2 separate regions of the Gossypium hirsutum genome follow, and region 1 is linked to region 2. Evidence: chromatin contacts called from public Hi-C data. All regions are on one chromosome and are shown on one strand. Each heading gives the region's core, a stretch centred on a gene start, on an enhancer-like site or on the middle of the called end of the contact. The rest is flanking DNA. Distances are from core to core; before and after follow the strand shown. Region 1 holds the start of LOC107900941 (rhodanese-like domain-containing protein 4, chloroplastic). Region 2 has its middle 23 kb from the start of LOC107900942.

Region 1 (5,421 bases), core at 341-2,840, 81 kb after region 2:
ATTAATAATTATCTAAAAATGCATAAATAAAAAAATCTTAAATAATATTTAAAAATTAAATTTAACACTTACCATCTTCATTTGTTCCACGGATATGTGGTGCTTATCAAGACGAGTCAATCCTCCGTCCATTACTGAAATCGTACAAATTTTTTCGGTTTAAAAATTGGGGATTTAAGAGTGATTTTTTTCGGTTTAAAAAAATCAAAATTATTTAAAATTATTTAAAAATAGGGATTTAAGAGAAATTTAAAAGGAAATTGAGAGCTAATTGAGATTAAATATGAATTTGAGAGAAATTTGGAAGGAAATTGAGAGGAAATTTGAGAGAAGATTTGTTTGTGAAAAAAAAGGGTGGGGGTATTTATAGGTTTTTTTTTACCGTTGGGGGTGGGGCAACGGTCAAATTTTTGACCGTTGCACTGTTCACGAGCGGTCTAAATCGCGTCCCCAGGGACGCGCCACTTCATCAAAGCGCAACCACGTCAGAGCGCTTTGCTGACGTGGCAACAAATCGCGCTCTCAAAGCAGCGCTTTGTTGCCATGTCAGCATAGCGCGCTGACGTGGACGCGATTTGCTGACATATCCCCTGACTTCGCGTTGACGTGGACGCGATTTAGGGGAAAGGGGTCCATTCCGGTAAATAATAAAATACCGGGCCCATTTCAGTAAATTTAAAAAAAATTGACTTTTTTTGGTAAATTGCCCCTAATATTACATCACATCATCATTTAAATATTTTATAAAATTCTAATTTTTAAGTGATAATATGATGATACAATATCAAATGTGTCAAATAAATAAAATTGAAAAAGTTGTTAAGTTTGAGGATTAACGAAAATAATTCAAAGACTAAGTAGAGAATTATCAAAATCAGGACTTTATCTCTTTTTCTAAGGTTTAATATATCATTTGGTACTTGAATTTGATAATTTTTTTAATGTGCTACCTGTGTTGTTTTTTGGTCTAATTTAATATATATATTTGACAAATGTTATATTTTTTTACACCCAAAGGTTACAATGCTAACTTTTTTAGTGTATAATTTGGATTTTAGGATTTATTTAATGAAAGTTAATCGCTAATAGTATTAGGTTTAAATTTTTTATGATTTTGTTAATAGAATAAATGTAGTGTTAATTGTGAATTTATTTTATTTTCATTTAATTTGTCAAATACAATCTAATTAATGTGAATTAATTTAGGTTTAGGGTTGATATGATGAAAGTTAATTACTAATATTATTAGCTAAGAATTTTTATAAAATCAATTTTAAAGCTCGAATTAAAAACTAAAAAGTTAATATTGTTACATTCATGTACCTAAATATATATAATTTTTGTCAAATGTAGTTATCATAAAGACAAAAAAAACATATATTACAATAAAAAAATTTCAAACTAAAATACCAAGGTAAATTAAAGATAATTAAGTATAACGTTTTTGCCGTATAAAAAGGAAGGTACTAAAGTTTAGACTTTAGATGCACTATTGAATTTGTGCAGACAATTATTAGCCACACAAATGAGTTTAGATGAGGAACAGTCCTAAAGACATGATCAAAAAGCCTCTCATCTCACTTCCAACGTGTCATGAAATGACTGGCAGAGATCTCATATCTCGTTCCACCTCACCACCATTTCATCATTCAAAGTGCACCTTCCAAAGCTAAGGGCCTCTGAGCCTTGTTGTCATCCAATCAATTCCAACAAAAATCCTCCATTGTTGATGGTTCAAGCCTTTCCATCATACATTTGACACCCATCTCTTTGCATAAAAATTATGCAAATGAGGACCCTCAATGCAGCAACTCCAAGTTTGACACCTCTCTCGGTTCTTTCTGAGACAAGAACCGAGACCAGAAAAGCACCATTGCTCCCCATTGCTTCACCACTCAAACTACCCAACTCCCCGGCTTTTATTAAGACCCAACCAGCTTTGCACCAGTGTTTTTCAAGAACCTTGCATGGGGGTTTACTGCTACTGCCATCACTTCTCCCCAATGGTTTCGCTAAAGCCTTGTCATACGAGGAAGCCCTACAGCAGACTACGGGATTCTCCTCGTCTGTTGATTTTGACCCAAATGGGATCCTTGATACCGTTGTCAGTTTTGTAACTGAGAATCCCACGGTTATAGCTGGTGGCACCGTTGCTTTAGCAGTTCCTTTGATTTTGTCTCGTCTGTTAAAGAATCCAAAGCCATGGGGAGTTGAGTCTGCAAGGAGTGCTTACGCCAAGCTAGGTGACGATGCCACTGCTCAGTTGCTGGACATAAGGCCTCTCAAGGAGTCTAGAGATGTTGGTAGCCCTGACATTAAGGGATTTGGGAAGAAACCGGTGTCAATTGCCTACAATGGTGAAGATAAACCAGGGTTCTTGACAAAACTGTCTTTGAAATTCAAGGAACCTGAAAATACTACCTTATTCATTATAGACAAGTAAGCTTCTGAAAACCCTATGCCTTGTATATATTTGTTCATATGTGAATTCCCAGCATTGTCTATGAAACCTTCGTTTCTAGTTAAGGATCCACTCTTATTGATGATTGTATCACTGTATCTGAGATTAAATGGTTTGTGTGTTGGTTGTGGAGGAAGAATGTAGAAATGTATATGCCTATACGGAGGCTCATTGGCCTTAAGCTACACAATAGAATATGGCCATTGCCTCTTTCTTAATTGATCCTAACCCATAAATTAACTGCATTTTGTTCCAAGGGTTGAAGGTTTCTAAATTGATAGTCTATACGTTCTTAACTGTTGAAATGTGTCCTTTAAACATATGTAAGCATTGGCTGACAAATATTTTATTTGTAACTATATGCAGTTTGTTTGTAGGAAAGATGAAATTAGAACTTTCATTTGATTCATCTTCTCATATTGCTTTAAATTTGTGTTGAAAGCCAGATTTGATGGGAATTCCGAACTGGTTGCGGAGTTGGTCACTGCAAATGGATTCAAAGCTGCTTATGCAGTCAAAGATGGTGCTGAAGGACCACGGGGATGGGTGGTATGTGCTGTTCTAAATCAATTTTTTTTGTTTCTTTCTCCATTTTTTCTAAATTTAGCAATTGCACCTTTTGAGAATGGTTTCAATTTTGCAGAACAGTGGTCTTCCCTGGATACAACCAAAGAAAGGTCTTGACCTTAGCAATTTGACAGAAGCATTCGCTGAGGCCTTCGGAGTACCTATCTTCATCTCCTAATTGCTTATTCACTTTTAAGATTTTGATGTCATAGAGAGACTTTTCTAGATCTTGAATTGATTTTGTTGGAAAGTTCTTCAGCCTTTCTTATTAGTTTTCTTCTATATGATAAATGGTTGTGATAATCTGCAGGAGGGATCAGATGGCCTTTCTGTTACTGTGGGGATTGCTGCAGCTGCAGGGTTAGGCCTTTTGGCTTTTTCAGAGGTTAGGTTTTTGAGTCCTTTTAGTACAGTACCTCTGATTATATATATACACACACACCTCGAAACAACTCAAATTGTGGGTTTGCCATATCTTCTGCAGATAGAAACGATCCTTCAACTTTTAGGCTCAGCTGCTATTGTGCAGCTTGTAAGCAAGAAATTCCTGTATGCAGAGGTAAGTCTCCACTTTATATTAAATTGGATAATCAAATGTCCTAAAAGCCTAAGCCCTGTGTAGAAAGTAAGTGCAAGATGAGCAAAGATAAATGACCATTGCATGGTCCAATAGGCAACAGTACACTCATCCAGTGACTGTTTGTTCTAAATGCTTAAGCTCATACAAAATGATATGGTTATGAACAAATATGGAATGTGTCACTTAACTTATGTCTCTAGTTCCGTAAGGCCAAAACATAATGGTTTGACTTTCTACTCTGCTATTTATAACAGAACCGAAAGCAAACACTTAAACAAGTTGATGAATTCTTAAACACGAAGGTGGCTCCTAAGGAACTTGTCGATGATGTAAAGGTATCCAACCTTGATATAGACCTTGGTTATTATTTGTATGCTATTTTTATCTTGCATGACTAATTTTTCTATTTTTTGTATTTGCCTGTGAACTCAGCAAATTGGAGCAGCCCTTTTACCAACAACTACCACTAGCAAGGCTCTTCCTGCACCTACGGAGGAAAAACCTGAACCCAAAGTCAAAGCAGTGGCAGAAGCCCCTCAAACAAATTCAGTTCCCGAAACAGTACCCGAGGCAGATGGAATCACTGGATTTTCAAGACCACTTTCCCCATATGCTTCTGTAATGTCACTTTTTATCACTCCATATGCTGTTGTATGTGCTTGTATTAGAAATTGAAAAATGCTTATGTTTCCATTATTTATGGTGGCAGTATCCAGATTTGAAGCCTCCAACATCGCCTACTCCATCACATCCTGCCACTAGCAAAGCTATTCTTTCACCTCCAGAGGCAAAACCGGAGCCAAAAGTCGAAGCAGCAGCAGAAACCCCTTCTCTAATTAATTCAGTTCCCAAAACAGATGGAAACTCCGGATATCCTAAACCACTTTCACCATATCCTTCGGTAATGTCTCACTTTTATTACTCCATGAATTCCTTGTTTCATCTTATAGTATTTTATAAAGTACTAGAACCTGTTGTTTCATTTTCCCCTTCCTACAGTTTCATGCACAAAGGAAAAAAAATGCTTACATTTGGCATTTTTTCCTATCTTTATGGTTGCAGTATCCAGATTTGAAGCCACCAACATCTCCTACTCCATCACAGCCCTAGCTTCATGGTTTCATTACACTGTGTCAGTTTCTTCGGCCAGCGAAGCAATTGGTTGGTCGGGAAACTTTAAAGCTATCAAGTAAGTTGTGTAATCTACCCCCCTGTTAGATGGTTTTCTAGCTTATGCAACGATTGTATCGAAAAATGAGAATCTCCCAAAAGTCTGCTGCAATCATCTGTGTTAATTCATTTGGGCTTTCTTGTAATTACTAGTTATATTATAGATCTTACTTCATAATTTTGAAAGAACCCTTTTTAGCATTTTGAGTCAACATTTGAACGAATAATACGATGCAAGCATGTGAAGGTGTCAAGGCATTGTCTTTTGTAGATCAGATGTGAAAAGATATTTGCTTTAATTACATTGTTTTTGAAGATTCAATTAAAATATCGTAGATAGTAGAAGTTCGAATCTCAAACTTGGACTCGATAGTGGTAAATTCCGAGTTCAATCATGTAAAAACTTTACTAAAATACTACTTCATGAATTCATCATGTAAATGAACATATGCTCATTTAACAATCTACCTTCATCTCTATAATGGAAAACCTCTAATTTTGGCTCTCAACATTTATATATTTTTGTCCGTTTGATTTTTTTTTAGTTAAATTTGATCAGAGTTTACTTGTGTTTTTTTTATCTGAAATACTAAATAAGATGTTAAATTATTAAACATATTAGTCCACATGTACTCCTTGTTAT
Region 2 (6,374 bases), core at 2,459-4,958:
ATTAAAGGATATGTATCACAGTAATTTTGGGTATCAAAGTATAAAACCTCTTGTTTTTTAGGGTCCTAGTGTAATTAATTAGACCTTGCTAGCTAATTTAAAAAATGGTTAGATTTCCATTATTAGTTTCGTTACTTTAGAACCAAGTATTTCCTTAGTGTGAAACATTATGATGGGGGAAATTCATGTTGCTGTTGATAAAGTGAATTTAGTGTATAAGTATGGAAGGGTTATATAAGAGATAGACGTCATTGTCCTAGGAACACTCTTTTATTTTTGTATTCATTTTCTTTCTTCTATATTCTTCTCTGGTTTGTTTTGATAAGAGAGATATTATGGAATGGTCTGCTTGTGGGGAGAAACTACTGAAGTAGCTTATGAAATTGGGAAATTCAGTAAACTAGAAATCTTTTTAAATCTTATGGATCCCTTAATCGAAGATAAGAGAAAAAAAATTGAGGATTTCAGTTTAATTCATTGAATTTGTACTGTGATAGTTGAAGTTATAATAATCTTTAAAGTTCCTCTACATGAGAATGAATCATAGTTTTCTTACATAAGTATGCCTTCTTCTTCGTTTCTGATATGGCTGTTAAGCTTAATTAACCAATAAATAGGAGGCTTAAGAAATGAAGAGAAGTTTAAGCATATATAGTCGAAATGAACCTTCAAGTATATTCATGGTGAGTTTCTAGTTTTCAGACATCATGAAATGAAAGAAATCTAAACGGGGATGAAAACAGACGATCGAAGGACATCAACACACCCTAAAGGGCTAGAAACAATGTTGTGTCATACCATGCATAGGCTATGGCGCGACACAAACATTTTGAAGCAATGGTATCCGATGTTTAAAAGGGCGAGCCACTCCACATACAATTTGTGGTGCGACACGAAGACTTCGAATATAAAATGGGTGATATTAGGGCGTTGTGTCACACCACGCACAGGCTGTGGCATGAAACGCTTATGTTTTCAGGTAATATCAGGCCATTTATAGCATTAAGCCCGTCAAAATTTTATTTATAACCATCAATTTTAAGCATAAGAACACAATTTAAAACACCCAAAAGAGAGAAAACATCCCTTCGGAGCCGTCACACATCTTCCCCGTCATCGAGCTTCAATCTTTCGTATTTTTAACTTCTGATTCACCTAAGTGAGTGTTCATCTCCTTTTCTTCATTTCAGTTTTTGATTTTTCATTTTGTTCCATTTTACATTGATCAAGAACCAAGGCTAGTTGACAACCACCTGAAGTATTATGTTCAAAACTTATTCTTTATCATTTTTATTACTTGGGTTAGCTGCTATTACACTTTAATTTGAAAATGGCACCAAGAAAATAATGACGTCCCACTTAGGCACTGAGTAACACCGAGGCAAATCACTTCCATAATACGAAAGTTGAACGATTGTTCTTTTAGATGAGTGGACAATCGTTTATACATGAACGTGGGTTCGATCACACTATGTCTGCTTGCGACAAGATTTGGGATCTCGTTCGAGGCCACCGTTGGAATATTTTTTGTTCAGCCTCGATTGAATCGGCGGTTGACACTATTGTTCATGAATTTTATGCTTCCCTAAAAGATAAGGAGAATTAGAAGCAAAGAAGTGAGACGATCACCCACGTGACTATCCGAGGCAAAGAAGTACCAATTACACCTCGTAATATTTGCCGATCCTATGACGCCCCATATTATACCCACGATTTTTTTGATACGTTAGTCTTTTTTATGTATGAGGATTTCAACGAGGAGGGTATTATAGACTACTTAACGGAGAGTATTGTGAGCCAAAACTAACAGGAGGAATAATGCTACAAATTGCGATGCACTTACCACACCAATCGGGTAACATCTATCTCTTACATTTTTAGTTTCACACCAAATAAAGTGTAGGGGGTGACGTAAGAAGATTTTAAAAATTTTCTTTTTAGTTATTTTATTTTCCTTGCTTTTATTTTTTAATTTTCCTTTTAATTGCATGTTTCTGCTTGAACTTTGTAGAAATACAAGTGATTGGTTAGGAGAATATACTTAGGTAGTTTGTTTAAATTGTAAATTTAGACTAATTAAATAGTTTAGGTTATTTTTATTTAGACTAATTAGTTCATTTTATTACACTGTAAATAGGTAAAAGAGATTAAATGTACCAAGTGATAAAGGTAGATATGCATAGGTAATTATATTTGTAGAAATATAGGAGGTTCAAATTAAATAGAAAATACTCGGTAAAATCCATGGTTATTAAAAAAGTGCGGTATGACTAGTATAACCCTTATAAGAAGTGCCCGAGAAAAATCTCGAGTATGTTGGCACATAAAAAAATTTAATAAGGGTTATTGGGGAAATATTATTGCATTAGAGTTCAAAGCATGGATAAAAATAAATCGAGTTGAGAAAAGAATATTCGAACTGACTATACTTTACAAAAATAAATACTATATTCGTATATACATTTTGATAGGGAAATATATTTAATTTTCTTTAACTTGTTTACTTTGTAATTTATTTCACTAATCTGTTTAGGTGTAAATAACTTTGAATTGTTTAAATTTCTAGTTAGAGTTATATATTTAGGCAAATCTTCCTAGTGTCAATGCATCGATCCAATCTCGTGTCTTAAGCCGGCTCAAGTGCGTGTTCTTTCTTTGCATGTTTAGTTCTTGTTTTTCAATTTTAGTTTAGTTTTTATTTTGGGTAGTTTGCTTGAAGACAAGTTAAGACTTAAGTGTAGGGGTATTTGACTTGTCGTCAAGTATAGTAGTTAATTACAGTCAATTTCGCACTTAAAGAGCTTGTCTTCTATGGAAATTATGATTTTATATTTCGTTTTCGGTAATTAGGCCTTAGGATTAAAAGTTAATAAAATAAGTATTTTTCAACACATTTTGTAGGTGTTGTGACCCAATAGGCCGACATGGGCCTTAGGTTGTGTTAATATTGTTTAATTGAGTATGTAGGATGAAGATATAAAGACCCAATTGATGTGGAAGCAAGGGATGAGTGACTCACCAAGCCAACTTCAAGGTGCCGTTAAGTTTAACAAGGTCATTATGTTTCGGATGGCCAAGGTGTGGATGCAGTTTATTTGCACTAGTCTCATGCCGACTTATAACGTGCCTGATGTTACCACCTATCGAGCGGTTATGCTTTACTCAATTTTGCATAGAGATGAAATTTACATAGGCCACTGGATATACGATGAGATGTTCAATTGCATGCGACATCAAAAATAGAGTATGTACTTCCCACATCTGATCAGTTTCATATGTCGCCATGCTGACGTCCCCATGTCACCAATCAAGCTATTTACAAGACCCGCCTGGAGCGTGATTGGGGATAACTTATACGACCAGTTTATTGAGCTTTAGTGCAAGCAGAATCGTGATATCAGAGACAAACCTCACGGATATACCGATATCAGAGTGGCAGACCTATTAGATGTTGGACATGAGAGACATTTTGATCCGTATTGTGAAACAGAATGGATGGCCCACAGCAGTGCCACTCCCTGCATGTTCGAGAGGTTCCCACCACCAGCCCAAGAGGGTGACGATGATGATAAGGAAGATGAGGACGAAATGGAGGACATCCTTATCGTACCATCAAACTATGAGCAGGTATGTCACCTAGATCGCTCATCGATGAGAGGCATGGTGATCCACCACCCGAGCCAACATAGCCCAGCCTAAACTTCGAGAAGGTGGGCAACGAAAGCATCAGCGAGACGCGATAGAGGCAAGGGCCAGATGATAGAGGAGTCAGTATCTAAGTCTGACTAATGTTGAAAATTTATATATTTGGATTTTTGTATATTTTTATTAGATGATGGAGGAGTCAGTTTCTAAGTCTGACTTAGAATTTTCAATATATATGTTTCTGTGCATTTATTTCTCTTTGTAGGAACCCCACAAATTTTGTCGACACTACAATTGTGAGCTAAAACTAAAAAGAGGAATAATGCTACAAATTACGATGCACTTACCACACGAATCGGGTAACATCTTTCTCTTACAATTTTAGTTTCACACCAAATAAAGTGTAGGGGGTGACGTAAGAAGATTTTAAAAAGTTTCTTTTTAGTTATTTTCTTTTCCTTGTTTTTATTTTTTAATTTTCCTTTTAATTGCATGTTTGTGCTTGAAATTTGTAGAAATACAAGTGATTGGTTAGGAGAATATACCTAGGTAGTTTGTTTAAATTGTAAATTTAGACTAATTAAATAGTTTAGGTTATTTTTATTTAGACTAATTAGTTCATTTTATTACACTGTAAATAGGTAAAAGAGATTAAATGTACCAAGTGATAAAGGTAGATATGCATAGGTAATTATATTTGTAGAAATACAGGAGGCTCAAATTAAATAGAAAATACTCGGTAAAATCAATGGTTATTAAAAAAGTGCGGTATGACTAGTATAACCCTTATAAGAAGTGCCCGAGAAAAATCTCTAGTATGTTGGCACGTAAAAAAAATGTAATAAGGGTTATCATTGAAATATTACTGCATTAGAGTTCAAAGAATGGATAAAAATAAATCGAGTGGAGAAAAGAATATTTGAACTGACTATACTTTACAAAAATAAATCCTATATTCGTATATACATTTTGATAGGGAAATATATTTAATTTTCTTTAACTTGTTTACTTTGTAATTTATTTCACTAGTCTGTTTAGGTGTAAATAACTTTGAATTGTTTAAATTTCTAGTTAGAGTTATATATTTAAGCAAATCTTCCTAGTGTCAATGCTTCGATCCAATCTTGTGTATTAAGCCGGCTCAAGTACATGTTTTTTCTTCGCATGTTTATTTATTATTTTTCAGTTTTAGTTTAGTTTAGTTTAGTTTAGTTTTTATTTTGGGTAGTTTGCTTGAAGACAAGTAAAGACTTAAGTGAAGGGGTATTTGACTTGTCATCAAGTATAGTAGTTAATTACGATCAATTTCGCATTTAAAGAGCTTGTCTTCTATGGAAATTAGGATTTTATATTTCGTTTTCGGTAATTAGGCCTTAGAATTAAAAGTTAATAAAATAAGTATTTTTCAACACATTTTGTAGGTGTTGTAACCCAATAGGCTGACATGGGTTTTAGGTTGTGTTTATATAGTTTAATTGAGTATGTAGGATGAAGATATAAAGACCCAATTGACGTGGAAGCAAGGGATGAGTGATCTACAAGCTTCTTGAGCCGTCAAAGAACCAAACAATTGACTAAGGTTGGAATTTTGTTTCTTGTCGTGCCATAGCCTTGGTGTAAAGTGACACATGTCGACGTCCTTCCCATATAATCTAAGGTTATTTTTGTCTGCACAATCAAACTTATACGAAGACCTAAGAAGTGCTGAAGACCTTATTTGGGCTGACAACACCTTTATAAATAAACCATTAGATGTTGAATGTAATCAAGTGACCTTAGACGCCTTCAAAAAACCCTCGTAGTTTAGAATTAGTTTTAGATTATTTTCTTTTCGACTTTTAGATACTTTCTTGTTTTTCTTCTTGAATCAGTTTTGATTCAAGGACTTTTTTTATTTAATTAAAGTATTGAATTTATATTCTTATTTGAACTTGTTTTATTTCATTATTCCAATCGAGTGATTTGCTATGTAACAGCCCGATTTTAGATCTAGTCGGAACAGTGGTTTCGGGACCACAAATCCGATGAGGAAAAATTTATTTCTTATTATATTTTTATGGTCTACAATTTCACGAAAATATTTCATGAAAATTTCGTTCGAAAATTTCGACGTTTGAGAACTCAATTTAGTTAAAAAGATTAAATTGTAAAAAGAGCAAAAGTTGAGTTCTAGAAGCTAGAGGTGTTAAATTGCTATGAAATTTGAAATTGGAGGTCCTTAAATGGTAATTAGACCATTGGTTATGTTATGGAAAAAAATAGACATGGTTAGTATGTAAGCTATTTAAGGGCATTTTGGTAAAATGCCTTAATTAATGAATAAAGACAAAATAACATGAAATAAGTTATCATCTTCTTCAATTCTTTTCTCCATGGCCGAATGTAGCAAGGGAACACCATGGCTAGGGTTTGTTCATCTTCCAAGCTTCATGGTAAGTCCGTTCTAGCCCCGTTTTTCTTTTTCTTTATATTTTTAAAATCCCAGTAGCTTGCTTAATCTAATTCTACTATTAATTTGAGCTAGAATTTATGTTTGAAAAATTACCCATAGATGAAAAATGTGAATTTTGATGTTTCCTAATAGAATATGAAGCTTAAAATTATGTTAAACGATTTTTGCTAATCGATTTTAAGTTAAAACGAGTAAAACGACATAATCGGTAAAAATACCTAATGTTCATAAGTTAGTGTTAGAGTGGGAATTTGGTGTTGTCAAAGAAGAGAAAAAT

The links. Hi-C and Micro-C count contacts between places; a contact is called where the count stands out from the background.
Region 1: a Hi-C map of leaf shows a contact between it and region 2, with 1.8 times the contacts expected there. The contact joins the promoter of LOC107900941 here to the enhancer-like site in region 2. A contact is called at or near these places in 4 of 34 Hi-C or Micro-C datasets (anther, cotyledon, leaf and 1 more).

Annotation. Positions count from the first base shown.
Region 1 is chrD08:49,612,025-49,617,445 of Gossypium_hirsutum_v2.1, forward strand. LOC107900941 (rhodanese-like domain-containing protein 4, chloroplastic) reads left to right here and starts at 1,591. Exons shown (of 9, transcript XM_016826733.2): 1 at 1,591-2,439; 2 at 2,908-3,010; 3 at 3,105-3,185; 4 at 3,339-3,413; 5 at 3,513-3,587; 6 at 3,863-3,943; 7 at 4,041-4,226; 8 at 4,318-4,509; 9 at 4,671-5,032. The coding sequence starts at 1,784. The coding sequence ends at 4,718.
Region 2 is chrD08:49,528,828-49,535,201 of Gossypium_hirsutum_v2.1, forward strand. No RefSeq gene overlaps it. Among protein-coding and RNA genes, the nearest start is that of LOC107900942, 23 kb to the left of the region's middle. Within about 2 kb of position 3,709, at least 3 of the 9 cell types and tissues checked have an H3K27ac peak or open chromatin away from gene starts, as enhancers often do. A contact at or near this core is called in cotyledon and leaf, where this site is marked.